Regions from separate parts of the Canis lupus genome. Here region 2 is linked to region 1. The links are chromatin contacts, called in public Hi-C maps. All regions are on one chromosome and are shown on one strand. The core of a region is the stretch at or near the end of the contact, and the rest is flanking DNA. Distances in the headings are between cores, read along the strand shown. Region 1 holds the start of APLP2 (amyloid-like protein 2). Region 2 holds the start of NFRKB (nuclear factor related to kappa-B-binding protein).

The links. Hi-C and Micro-C count contacts between places; a contact is called where the count stands out from the background.
Region 2: a Hi-C map of blood shows a contact between it and region 1, with 1.9 times the contacts expected there. The contact joins the promoter of NFRKB here to the promoter of APLP2 in region 1. A contact is called at or near these places in 2 of 9 Hi-C or Micro-C datasets (both in blood).

What each region holds. Positions count from the first base shown.
Region 1 is chr5:4,812,325-4,819,025 of UU_Cfam_GSD_1.0, forward strand. It overlaps APLP2 (amyloid-like protein 2), which reads right to left and starts at 4,414. Exons shown (of 16, transcript XM_038535634.1): 1 at 4,222-4,414. The coding sequence starts at 4,326.
Region 2 is chr5:4,972,106-4,979,846 of UU_Cfam_GSD_1.0, forward strand. NFRKB (nuclear factor related to kappa-B-binding protein) reads left to right here and starts at 1,827. Exons shown (of 27, transcript XM_038535647.1): 1 at 1,827-1,948; 2 at 3,272-3,364; 3 at 5,124-5,279; 4 at 7,620-7,741. The coding sequence starts at 5,145. It overlaps PRDM10 (PR domain zinc finger protein 10), which reads left to right. Exons shown (of 23, transcript XM_038535641.1): 23 at 1-499.

The DNA of each region.
Region 1 (6,701 bases), core at 3,164-5,663:
CTACCTATAAAATTTTTCTTCTGTTATGTCAAAAAGAACATGTGGGGACCCCTGGGTGGCTCAGCAGTTGAGCACCTGCCTTCAGCTCGGGGCGTGATTCTGAGCTGCAGGGATCGAGTCCTGCATCCTGCATCGGGCTCCCTGCATAGAGACTGCTTCTCCCTCTGCCTGTGTCTCTGCCTCTCTCATGAATAAATAAATAAAATTTTTAAAGAAAGAAAGAAAAAGTGCAGAATGGGGAGCCTGGATGGCTCAGTCAACAGACCATGTGACTCTTGATCTTAGGGTTCTAAGTTCAAGCCCCACACTGGAGGTAGAGATTACTTAAAAATAAAATCTTACCAAAAAAAAAAAAAAAAAGTACAGAAGCCCAAGAATTCAGAAAGGGTGAAAAACATAATTAAAGATCTTGAAAGGCTTAAGCTTTGATTTTCCAAAGTCAAAACATCAGATAAGTTAAACATATCTGATTCTTAGGGGCACCTGGTCAGTCAGGTAAGCAACCGAGTCTTGATTTAGGGCTCAGGTCATGATCTCAGGGTCATGAGACTGAGCCCCCAAACAGGCTCCCCACTCCGTGGGGAGTCTGCTGGAGATTCTCTCCCTTATCCTGCCTCTCCCTCTGCCCCCTCTAAAATAATAAATAAATAAATCCTTTTTAAAAATCTGTTTTTTATATTTGGAAAACATGAATAACCCTTCACATTTTACTGCCAAGACTTCTAAGCTCTTCAGCTTTAAAAATAACTATGTTTTTGAATGCTATAAAAAACATTATTGGGTCAACTGACAACTGGAATATGGACAGATTTGATTTTAACATCATATCAATGTCAAATTTCCTTAAATCGATAACTGTACTAACACGTAAGACAATTTCCTTGGTTCTCAGGAAATATAAAGTGAAGGAATTAAGGGGCAGGATGAATGGAACTCATAAATACTTCAAAAAATACATAAGAATAGAATAAAAAAATAAAGCAAATGCTGAATAGGAAAAACATTAACTGGTGATTCCGGGTATGAGAGTTATTTGTACCATTTTCGCTATTTTTGTAAGTTTGAACTTCTTTTTAAATAACATTTTTAATTGAAAAAAGTAACCAAAAAAATGACACTTAAAATTGTCCTAAAAAACATTTAAAAGCATGCTCGATCAATTTCAGGCAAGACATTAAATTAGCATCGTCTAGAAGAAGTATAATATGAGCTATATATGTTGTATTTTCAGGTGGCCGCATTAAGATTAAAGAAACAGGTGAAACTAAGTTTAACATATTTTACTTAGCCACGGTTTCAAATTCCATCATTTCGATGTCATCATCAATACAAAAATTACTGAGATATTTCACAATTTTTTTCATTGTAAATCTTCAAAATCTGGTGTGCATGTTACAGTACAATGCATTTCAGATGCTAAATTTGCATAGGAAATACTTGATCTGCATTTAGATTTCATTAAATGTACAGTTCAAAAAGTAGATCCACATAACCAAATTCTATCAAAAACAGCTAAAAGTTTTCCAGTCCCTGAACTATCAGTTTTAAATGTCAACTTAAATTAATTAAAATTAAATAAAGTGGAAAACTCCTTCCCGCAATCATACTGCAAGCTCAGTAGCCACATGCCTTTAAACTGTCATATAGCCCAATTTTAGATAATGAAACAAAATCCCTCTATGACAGAAGGACCTGATTGCTAAGACTTAATTTATCATATTTATCAAAAGATTTTTAGTAGTCATGATAAAATGATGACTGCTAATCCTATCAGAAGCCTTGGCATCTCCCCAAATCATAATCAGACATTCCCTATACCACTCAGAATACCAACACAAAGCCTTCTTTATCTTCTAAGTCAGTTGTCATACCTTGTTATCTGAGGTTCCTGAAAATTGTCTGTCAAACGGCCCTCTTTTAAATGTAGCAGAATGAACCCGAGTTCTGGCTCTCGGAAGCATCAATGTCCATTGTTACAGAGTGCAGAGTTTCAGCACAAATACCGTCGGAGAATCCCGAATGGGAACATGCACACAACAGAACATATCCCGGATTTAAAAGAGATGACCTCGGTACAGAGGCAGGTTTTTCTTTTTAAACAGGTGTAAGAGATTAATTCAGTCCACACCAAGCAACACTAAAGATTCGCCAATCAATAATTCTGCGCCAAGCAACTTGATCAGGGATTTGGCTAGAATCCCTTTGGCTAATCTCAATAAAGACCTTCCCAAAGACATCCCGATTTAGGCCATTCTCATCTAAATCAAGGTTTAGGCAGCAGTCCTTTGCCTGACAGCAAATAAATGAAATGAAACGAAACATGCACAAGTAAAATTTTGCCCACTTGACGAAAGGAAAAATTATCTGAAAGATCATTTAGTGAGGTCAAAAATACAGTTCCAAAGAACAGAAGTCAGCCTAAAACAGCACTTATAAACCATTTTAGGGAAATGTCTAATTCCTACCTTCTAACTAGCCAGCCTTTTCAATGGAACAACGTTGTGGGTAACAACTGAATTTAATCCACAACTGGTTTTTCCTTCTCTGCAGGCACACATACAGGTGTTAATATTCTGCTTAAACTTGAAAGGACGTTAGTCTTTAAAACCTACCAATCCTTTACTGTGCATCTACTGGCGCCTTAAACTACGAATCCCCTGGGGAAGTGAGGGAAAAGAGGGAGCAGGATGGTTTTTGACACCATGACTAAAAATTCTACGTTCCAGACAAAAATCCTTTTTTTTTTTTTCCTTCCTTTCGCATCCTGCTGACCTAGCTTGCAACATCCCATCGGGGGATCACAGATAGAAATCTAACCATTGTGTGGAAACAAAAATAATGGTCTACAAACATGTGTATATAAACATTAACTCTACTTACAATACGACTTCCCTTCCCCCTTCCTGCAAAGAATCATAAAGCTTTAAGCAGGATGAATACAAACGTTTTAAGCCGCCGCAGCGGAGGTGTGTTCTTGATTAGACGTATCTGACCCTGCAGATGTCTGAACATTCTGTAGAACACATTCTAACTTGGGGTTGTTACTGGAAACTTCTCGGCCGATGCCTAGGTCATGCAATCCCTTCTCTCTGAAATTAGCCAAACGTGCAGAAATCCATTGTAATTTTAGAAATAGTGAAGAGTGGAGAAAAAGGAGAAAAAAAGAGAAAAAAAAGCTACATCAGAGACCCATTCGGGTCCAACAGTTCAAGCACTATTTCGAGAAGGCAAGGAAGAATAAAAGCTGCACGTCTCGCTCAGGAACACACAGGGTTTCACGAAGCCGCAGGGTCCGGGCCAGGCCGTGGGCCCCTCCCCGACCCCGGCGACCCCGGCCCCGCCGCGCATCCCGGCTCCTGAGCCACCGCGGAGCACGAAGGTTTCTGGGCTTGTCCGATGCATCGCAGCTGCTGCTTAACTCCGAACACCCCCCACCCCACCCCCCCAAAAAAAAAGAAAAAAAAAAAAAGTAGGATGAAACCAGAGTTTTTACGGCGTATTCGTCGGTTCCTCTCGTCGTCGCTGGAACCCACTGAAAAGGGGGGGCAAGGCCGGCGCGGGAGAGGCCCTTCCCGGGTCCGCGAGGCCGAAGCCGCCCGAGGCCTGGTGCCCGCGCGGCGGGTCCTCCCGAGGGGGGCGCGGGGGGCGCGGGAGGCGCACCCGCCGCCCGGTGCCGGCGCTGCTCCCGGGGCGGCCCGAGCGTCCCCAGGGCCCCGCGGCCGTGCAGGGGCAGCCCGCCAACAAAGGCGGCGTCCGCGGCGTGCAGGGTGCAGGGGCCCCCGCATCGGGCCCGGGGCCGCAGGGCGCAGAGGTCCCCCGGGGAGGCGGCGGCGCGGCGGGCGGGATGGCGATGGGGATGGGGCTGGGGGCGGGGATGGGGCTGGGGATGGGGCTGGGGATGGGGCTGGAGATGGGGCTGGGGATGGGGCTGGGGATGGGGGCGGCCCGCGCCCTCCGCGCGCCCCCCCGCACGCACTGCGCCCCCTGAGCCCCCGCGCGCACCCCGAGCCCCGGAGCTCCCCCCGCGCGCCCCCCTGCGCCCCGATGCCTTTCATTTGGCCTCTGCGGCGGCGGAGGCGGCTCGACCTCCAGCGCCAAGCGCCGCGCCAAGCCGGGCGGGCGGGGCAGGCGCGCTCAGCCCGCCGCAGCGCCGACCACCCCCGCGCCCCCGGCCCCCGGGGCCCGCCCGCAGGCCGCGCTCCGCGCCCGCCCGGTCCCCACCTCGATGTAGCCGGCCAGCGCCGCGGCAGGCGCCGTGAGCCCGAGCAGCAGCAGCACCAGGAGCTTGCCGGTGGCCGAGGCGGCCGCGGTCCCGGGGGCCGCCATCCCTCGCCGGGTCGCTCTAGCGCTCGACTCCCAGGCGCGCACGCGAGCTCTCGGGACGTCTCCCCGCCGCGACCCAGAAGCATCTGAAGCCCGGGCGCCGCCGCCCCGGGGGTTTTACACCAACCGGAACTGACTTCACCGGACCACGCCCCCTCTGCCCGGCGCCCAATGCCGGCCCGCAGAGCCGCCCCAAGGCGCCGCCCCTTGCCCAGCCCAGGCCCAATCAGGAGACTGAACAGCCTGCGCCTCCCGCCCGCCGCGACCGCGAGCCCCGCCAGGCCCCGCCCCCGCCGCTGCCGGCCCCGCCCCCGCCCGGGACCCCGCGGCCGCGCGGCGAGGGGGTGTGCGCCAGGGGCCGGGGGCCGCGGCTGCGGGAGGCGGGGAGGCGGGGAGCCCGGGAGCCCGGGAGCCCGGGAGGCCGGGAGGCTCGGCCCCCGCCCGGGGAGAGCTCCTCGGGCCGCGCTGCGCCGCTGCGGCCGCCTGCAGCCTCCCGACTCGGGGCACGCCCCGCTCCCCTGCCCCGCGGGGTATTTTTCAGATTCCTTTGGGCACTACCGTCCGAGGTTCTGGAAATGGTTGTATTAAAAACATAATTTCAACAATTTTGATGTTGTTGTGCGGAGCCCAGGCAGGCTCACGCTGCACGAGCGAGCCCTCCTCCTCCCCAGACCCTGCGCGGGGCTGAGCATCGGCGCTCCCGTCCCCGTCCCCGTCCCCGAGCTGGGCGCTGTCTCCACGCCTTTGACCTCTGGTCCTTAGGCCTTCTCCCGACCGCCCGAGCCCAGGGGTGCAAGGACCACGATGACCCTAAAGCCCAGGTCCCCTTCCTCCCGTGTTTTAGGCAAAGATCGTCTTTCCTCCTTATTTAGTTTAAGATCCCTGCAGGAGACCTGCTTCCCTGCTTTCTTGCCCCACTGCATTTCCACTTCGACTGGGAAAACGTTCTGCTGCCCCATTTCACAACTGGCACGGCCTCGCCACTGCGAGGGCACTGCTGGCTTTGTTTCCTTTCAATAGCCGTGTGATTTATACACCACCCTTTGCAGAGCCCTTGCTAGTCCCTTTAGGTTCAACCAAATAAGTAGGGAACAGGGTCTCTACTCTAGGAAACAGACAGTGAAAAGAAAGAGACAGTGTCCGCAGAGTAAACAGTGGGGTAGTGAGAAGAACCCTGGATTTTCCAGCCTTGTTGCCTGATGTGCCCAGTTCTTGGTGGTTAAATAGGCTCTGTCCCTGTTTCCCAAAGACAACCCACACCTTTCCATTTTAGAGCCCTTTCTGTGCCTGCAATGTCCTCTCTCCAATACCTACCTGTTGAAAACATTGTCACTCTTCCTGAGTCCACTGGATGTAATGTCATCCCTGGCTGAGTGCTGTTTCCCAACAAGGCACCTGCTCCCTTGGTTATTTGCATACCTCTGTTATGCCACTGATAAGAACTGAGCTATGTCATGTTTCTGCAGTGACACTGAAACCAATGATGCTGGGTTCTGGTCTTTGTTCTGGAACACTTGCTGTGACTATTTGTGTCCTTCCCAAAGTTCATTCAGGTTGAAGCCCTAACCCCCAAAGTGATGGTGTTAGGAGGTGGGGCCCTCCGGAGGTAATGAGGATTGGATGGGGTCATGAGGGTGTGGCCCTTGTGATGGGATTAGTGCCCTTAGAAGTAGGCCCCAGAGAGCTACCCATACGAGGACACAGCAGGAGGAGAGGAGAGAGCAAGCATCCAGGAGAGAAATCAGCAGACACCATGATCTCAGACTTCCCAGCCTCCCAAAAAGAAATTTCTGTTGTTTCAGCCACCCGGTGATTCCGTTTTCTTCTCCATCATGTGTGGATATTACAAACCTGTCTCACTTTCACCAATTTACGTGATTCAATGAAAAGTGAATGTACAATAGTGAAAAAGCAGGAAGAGACTTAAAAGGTGAAAGCTGTGTGAAGCAACAGGTTACCAAGTGCATACTTTCTGTCCAAGTACATATGGAAACAGTATCAAGTGACTGTGTAAGTTCCAGTTCTGCAGAGCAAGCTCCCTGAGTCATTTAGTCCTTGCTCACAAAAGGATGTCGAAATTTCTATGAATTTAAATGTTGAGAGAAAAGCAAGGGAAATTACCGGAATTCAGAACAGTGGGCTTGACATTCATGTTCTTGGGGCTGTATATTCGAGATTGAGCTCTAATAGCATAGGATGGGACAAGGAAATAAAGAATAATGCTTTAGGAGTTTTCAATCCAAAATTAGATCCTGGAAGAAGTTTATTTGCATTTTCAGGTCACTGAAGGATCATTAATAAGAGTTTATTGCCCCGTTCATCATTGTTTTTGACTTTAAAATGTTACCCTCTTTTTATTAGATGACACTGATAGGAGC
Region 2 (7,741 bases), core at 577-3,076, 160 kb after region 1:
TAATAGATTTTTCAAAAGGACTTGGATTTGAAGAGATGGTTGGTTATGAGCCATCTGTAGACCAATATGGAAAAAAAATGTATGTAGCCAATGTTTATATTGTGGCCTCTCTTAGGACATATCGGCACGCTAGACTTCAATCAGTGCAGTGTGAAAATTTTGGAATAGGTTACATACAGATTTTACATTTTTATTGTTTGATTTGTGTCCGCATAAATAGCCATTTCATCATGTAAAATTCCTATTGTTCTGGAAAAACCTATTATTTTGATCTTCTTGAGTTGTTTTCTGATTTGGAATTATCCTTTCAAAAAACTCTCAAGATATCTAGGGCTAAAAAGCACTTCATGAGATGCTAAGGCTGACCCGCAGGTTGAAAATATTGACCCTATCCTGTTATTTAAATGTGAACATTTATTGTACATTCAGTGAGTTATAGTGTTAATAGTCTTGTGCTACTCAGCAGGTGTAAAAATTAATAAATATTTTTTTTAATAAACATCTTCCTTGTTTGTATCGTGAAGCTACAAGAACTACTGAGATTGTTAGTTTTTTTAAAAAGGATTTTTATTTATTTGAGAGAGAGAAAGAGCGATTGCTGGAGGGGGAGGGACAGAGGGAAAGAGTCTCAAACTGACTCCTGGAGGACCAGAGAGCCTGGTAGGGCTCAATCTCACAGCCTTGAGATCGACCTGAGCTGAAATCAAGAGTTGTGGCTTAACCGACTAAACCACGCAGGCACCCCTCCCGTTTTTTTTTTTTTTTTTTTTAATATTTCAATTTACAATGTTTTGACTCTGGATCACGCTGGTCTGGTTAGCACACAATGTAAGTGAAATTAGGGATGACAACTATGGAATGGTGTTCCCCTGCCCTTTACTTGGTGGTTTCTAACTCAAGAACCTCCCGTGGTCTAACAGGCAGGACTAAGGGCAGGTGGGCAGCCAGCAGGGGAGCAAAGACTGGGCTTTCTCTGGAAACCACTATTTTCCAACAAGGGAGGAAGGCTCGTTTTCGCCTGGCAGCTTCCCAGACGTATTTCCATCCAGTCGAGAGACCAAAGGATGGTCTCTGCACGACTGCAGGGAGTGGCTGTGGATCAAGTCGTCTGAAGCTGTTCTAATAAGACCCAGTGAACGAGAAAGGGACCGGCCTGGATTGTCCACAAGAGGAACGTTTTTAAACGTATTTCTTCGACGTGTGTATGCTTTCTTTCCGAACACCAGGGGCCCGGGACAGGGGCACAGGCTCCGAGCCTGCGTTTTCCTCCCTGAAACTCAACGAAGCTGCAGTTTCCTCCGCTGTAAAATAGGAGCAGTGCCCGGGAACCTACGGGCTGGAGAGTGCTCAGCTCAGCGCAGGCTGGACAGGGGGCGCGCCCTGCAAACGGGCCTCAGCTCCCGGCCAGGTAAAGATGCACTTTATGTTTTTTTTAAAATAGGTACCTTTATTATTCAGTACAGTGAGATTCTTTTTTTTTTTTCATAAATATTTTATTTATTTATGAGAGACACAGAGAGAGAGGCAGAGGCAGAAGCAGGCTCCATGCACGAGCCTCTGTGGGGCTCGATCTCGGGTCTCCAGGATCACGCCCCGGGCGGAAGGCAGCGCTGAGCCGCGGAGCCTCCGGGGCTGCCCCTAAAGCCGCGCTCCGCAAGCTTCTGCGGCAGGTGAGACCGAGAGGCCGCGCGCAGCCTGCAGCCCAACCCCAACCCAGCCGCGCGGCCCCGTCCCGGCCCCCAGGCCCCGCCCCGCGCGGCCCCGCCCGCCCCCAGGCCCCGCCCCGCCCCCAGGCCCCGCCCCCAGGCCCCGCCCCGCGCGGCCCCGCCCCTTCCGCCGCCCGAGCCCGGAGCGTGCACGCACTGAGACGCCTTGCGGGAGCGAGCGCGTCCCGGAGCCCGCGGGCCGAGAAGCGCTGCGGGTTGGGGGACCCGCGCCTGCGGCTCAGGTGAGGGCGGGCCCGGGACGGCGGGAGGGTCGGCGTGTGGCCGGGCAGCGGGGAGAGCGAGCGGCCGGGCCCCGAGGGTCGCGGCTGCCGTAGGCCCGGGGCAGGGCGGCGGGCGAGGGGCAGCCGGGCGGCCGGGGGCGGGGTTAGGGTTAGGCGCGGCGTGGGGGAGGGGCCGAGCGCGCGGAGGGGCCTCTTGGAGGGGCGGGGCCACGGGCGGCCGGGGGCGGGGTTAGGGTTAGGCGCCCCCGTGGGGGAGGGGCCGTGTGCGCGGAGGTGCAGCCTGGGGGCGGGGCCTCGGAGGGGCGGGCGGGCGGGGCGGGGTTAGCTGCAGGCCCGCGGGTTGGGAGCCGGCGTTTGCTCCGGAAGCAGCCCCGGGTGGAGCTTGGGCGTTGGGGACCTTGGGGAGGGTCCCGGGGGCAAGGCTGGCCCCGGTGCGGGAGCCCCCCCCGCTGGGCCGGTACGCAGGTCCCGGCCGCCGCAAGACCCAGAAATCCTTGGCTTCCGGGGTTCCGACCCTCGGGCTAGCCCCCCGCTGTCTTGTATTTTGAGATCCCATTCAGAATAGTAGCAGGGCCGAGGTGGCCACTCGAATAGATTAAATTCAGCTACATGTCTGTCGTAGTCGAAGAAACTTGCGAACAAGTTGTGGAAACGGGGGCGATCCTCCTCCAAGAGTCACTGGAACCCTGGCTTTGCCCTTTTTACCCTGTTCTGCATCAGTTTGTAAAGAGGACCTTGCTCTAAGCATCAGGTTGCCTTCTGCAAATCTCGCTATTTTAAAGTTTTCTTAGACTCCCGCACCCTGCGCTTTCTCACCTGCTTCAGTTCCTTAGGCACCAAGAATGTTGAGGATGCCGCAAATCCCCAGGTACTGAAAGGTGACGGAGCACAGTCGTTTGGAGACCCATCTGCTTTACCCAGCACTAATCTTGCTGCAGAATCTTTACATAAATCTGAAATCTCTAAAATAGAACTTGAAATAATTTGTGGGAACATACTTATTTTAGTAGTAGTATTACAGCTCTGCTTTTTATCGTTTAAAAGAGTTTTGGAATCAGAAGTCGTTAACATTATGATGGCTTGGGATCCCTGGGTGGCGCAGCGGTTTGGCGCCTGCCTTTGGCCCAGGGCGCGATCCTGGAGACCCGGGATCGAATCCCACATCGGGCTCCCGGTGCATGGAGCCTGCTTCTCCCTCTGCCTGTGTCTCTGCCTCTCTCTCTCTCTCTCTCTCTGTGACTATCATAAATAAAAAAAAAAAAAAAAAAATTATGATGGCTTATATGAGTGCATTAAGTCATATAAAGTGTCCTCCATCTGGAGATTATTTATTGTAGGACTCCAAGGTTGGAAATAACAGAAGACCTGGTGCAGCTCCCCTTTGTCGTGCAAGTAAGGAAATCGACACCTGTCAAGGTAAGGTTTGCCTTAGGTCACCGAGATTGGGCTAGAAGTTTGGCACCTTGACTCTTAAGTCTTTTTTTTTTTTTTTTTTCCTCATTTAATCGTGCTTGTTAGTCCATTTGGTAGGCCTAGGAGATAGAATTGACTTAGCAGAGTGGTAGAGTGACTGAGTTCATGCTCTCTGTGTTCAATCCTATGGCCTCAGCTTTACAGATGATACTTGCCATTTGCCTAACAAGATGCTCTCTGAAGATTTTTTTTTAAAGATTTATTTATTTATTTGAAAGAGAGAGCACAAGCAGAAGGGGCAGTGGGAGAGGGAGAGTCTCAAGCAGACTCCTCACTGAGCGTGGAGCCCGACTTGGGGCTTGATCTCACCACCCTGAGATCACGACTTGAGTCAAAACCCAGAGTTGGATGCTCCCAGGCACCCCTGTAAAGATGTTTTGATATGTCTATTTCTAAAGATGACCAGCAGTGTTCAGTTATTACAGGAAGGAGAAAAGTAGCATTACATTTACGTGGTTATAAATACCAGATGGACCTTTATTTTTACTTATTTATTTAAAGATTTTATTTATTTATTCATGAGACACAGAGAGAGAGAAGGGCAGAGAACACAGGCAGAAGGAGAAGCAGGCTCCCTGCAGGGAGCCTGATGTGGGTCTCAATCCTGGGTCTCCAGGATCATGCCCTGGGCCAAAGACGGTGCTAAACTGCTGAGCCATCTGGGCTGCCCTCAGATGGACCTTTAGTTGGTAGATTGGCTACTATGTTTACTGGCTGTTGTGGTCGGTCAGGTGCTTGGAAACCCCAGAGTTTATGTGGACTAAAGTCATACTAACATACTCCTCTTTCATAATTCCAACTGAGAGTTTATACAAGAGGTGTAGTGTTAAAAATGTGTGTGTGTAGTCGGGCAGACTTGAGTTTCATTCATTCATTACCCTGAGATTGGGTAAGTTATATATCTACTTTGATCCTCAGTTTTAATGTCTGTGGAATAGATCTGAAGATCTTGTCTTGCAAGTTGTAGGAATTAAATGAGATGCGTGAAAAGGTCCGGCACTTAATAGGCCCTCATTAAAAAACTTACTGTTAGTGTCTGAGCTTTACTAGTCTATATGGGTGATGTTTCTTTGTGCAAGCACAACGGAGGATTACTAAAAAGACCAACAGTAATAGTTAAATTTTTTTATGAAATTTTTTTTAAAAGATTTTTATCTATTTGAGAGAGAGTGTGCACAAGTATGAGCAGAGGGAGGGACGGAGGGAGAGGGAGAAGCAGGAGCAGGCTACCGGCTGAGCAGGGAGCCCAATGTAGGGCTCAATCCCAGGACCTGGGGGTTATGACCTGAGTCGAAGGCAGATGCCACCCAGGTGCCCCAAGAAATTATTTTATGGTAGATTATTGGCCTGAGAAGTCAAAGTTATGAACTCTGATCTGCTTATCATTTAATCTCCAAGTCTCATTTTGCTTCATTGTGAAATGAACGTATAAGAAATTCTGTAAATTTGGGTGTTACTCTAGGAGCATTCTGAGGAACAAGAGGCCGAACTAGAAAAGATTTGAAGATTGAGATGAGAATGCTGTGATAGAAGAGAGAAGAGGTGTGTAGCTGTAGTGAGGGTATGAAGATAAGGTATAAAACTAGATTTGAGTTTGACTACTATCTGAGTCAGAATACTTTCTGAAGGAGCATCGGTATCAATCAGATCCCTGGGAAGCCTGCCTTTCTATCTGGAGGTATGACTGCGTGTATTTGTCTAGATTATCTGTGGCACATAAACAATGGATTCCTTGGACCATATGCTGACGGATCCCCTGGAACTGGGTCCATGTGGAGATGGCCATGGCACACGTATTATGGAGGACTGCCTCCTGGGGGGCACCAGGGTTAGTCTGCCCGAGGACCTTCTGGAGGACGTAAGTAGTAGCAGTGCCACCGTTTTTTCTCTGGCACCTTGCCCCTAACCACAATCCTAAGCCTTTTCCACACTTTACAAGTTTTCAGTCTTTTATGCTTCTTTTGGTTTCATTTTCTATATTGCAGCCAGAGTGATCTCTCTCTCTTTCTCTTTTAATGTAACATCTTTAATACTGTGACTCGAGAAGAAAGTGTAAGGTATATACTTAAGCCTTATTTTTAACCAGATAGTTTTGAGCAGTTAACAAGAAATTACATATTTTAAGAACAAAATTATGAATGTTGATGTTAAATTGGTTACTCACATTGTGGATCATGAAACAAAACCCAACATACTGTATCTGTCCGTAAAGTAACCCTCCGGTCAGTTAATAGGACGTGTCCTGGGTTGGGATTTTGTGCTTTTGGCTCCTTTCACAGGTAGGCTGTGTAATCATCATTATCACTAAGGTAGCTATCACCTACTAAGCGCTTATTGTGTGCAAGACACTATATGTGCCAAAGCCTGTATTTAGTTATCTTGTTCACTTTGCTGTGTTCCACATATACAGACAGGTGTAGAGTGTCCTATAGCAAGCACTCATTTGTGCATCATCCAGTTTTAGAGATAATTGCATTTAGTCATACCTGGTTCAGATTTTTTTCCCTAATATATCAAACATAGATAAAATTAAAGCCACTGCTTGTTCTCTCTGCCTTCTGAAGTAATAAGTACTGACGTTGACAGATTCTTCTCATCCACGTTTTCTTTGCACACTAGTCAGCAAACACTTGTTTTATTAAGTGCCTAATTGTGGCAGACACTGAGATATTAGGAATAAAGTGGTGTCCAAAAAATAGCTTTGCAGGGGAAGATCTTTGACACTGAGGTGCTCTAGTACATGCGTGCACAGATGCCTGGTAGGTGGTCGGATTTCTGGTTGTCTTCTGCTGAAGCCATTTGGTGGCTCTCCATTGTCCTTAGATAACGTCGCAAGTGCTTAACATGTTTATAGGTCCCTTGCTCTTCTGTCTTCTGTCCGCAGCTCCCTCTCCCTTGTATCCTTGCACTAGCCATATGTTGCCTCAACTGTCATCGTTACTAGAAAAGTGAACTTTATCACATGTAAGAGTATATAAATAAATCCATATATATATGGTGTATATACAGTTTAAGGAGTGATAAAACAGCCATGTAGCTCCTACTTGGGTTAAGAAGTAGAATGCTGCTAATACCATTCAAACACCCACAGGTAATTGCTATCCTTTCTTTTATAGTAATTCTTCCATTTTTATGATTTTGCTCTATGGATTTTTAAATTTTTGTTTATCTGTAAGTAATCTCTATGCCCAGTGTGGGGCTTGAACTTTATGACCTGCATACTCTACTGACTGAGCCAGACGCCTCTGCTCTGTGGAGTTTTAACTCTCCTGCTTCAACTGTTTTTTTTCTTTTTTCTTTATTTTATTCCTTAACTCTTTTATTTTTATTTTTTATTTTTTTTAAGATTTTATTTATTTATTCATGAGAGACAGAGAGAGGCAGAGGGAGAAGCAGGCTCCATGCAGGGAGCCTGATGTGGGACTCGATCCCGGGTCTCCAGGATCAGGCCCTGGGCCGAAGGCGACACTAAGCCGCTGAGCCCTCCAGGCTGCCCCCTTAACTCTTTTAAATGTTACTTTCTCTGTTCTCCAATACCTTGGGTCTGGGACATGGGCTGCTCCTGTGTACATACACCAGTGCTTCTCAGGCTACATTGTAATTGCTTGTTTCCCGCTCTGACAGTGTGTATGCCAGTCTAGCTTAGTACTCAGCACATACAAGACAGATACACGCTTAGTACTCAGCACATACAAGACAGATAAACGGTGTATAGTTGAGCTGAAAATGAACTCCATCCTGCTGCTTGTCACTCTTCACAGGTGACTCAACCCCTCGTGTTCTTTCCTCCGTAACTTTTTCTTTCCTCTCGTCTTAAACTAAATTCAGTTGTCCATCCTACCTACCCCTTATTGGTAGAAATGGTTTCCAAATGAGATTCTCTCTACTGAGGTCATTTTTTCTTTGGATTATTAATTACTGTTGGGTGTAAGATAGTGATTTTTATATGTAGTTATTGCTAATCTCTAAGATTTGTGAATTGAATTAAGATCAGTGATGTTTTGGTTTAAACAAACTTGAAAATTTGGATATAGTGATGTTTGCACAACAGTGCGAATGTACTTAATACCACTGAGCTGTACAGTTAAAAATGGATAAATGGTAAACTTTATGTTGTGTATATTTTGCCACTCACAGAAAAATTTAAAGCTTGCTTTTCTGTTGTTTATTTTTCTCTTGCTTTTCCTGATTGTCCTAGCCTGAGATATTCTTTGATGTAGTCAGCCTCTCAACATGGCAAGAAGTATTAAGTGACTCTCAGCGTGAACACCTCCAGCAGTTTCTGCCTCACTTTCCTGAAGACAGTTTTGAGCAGCAAAA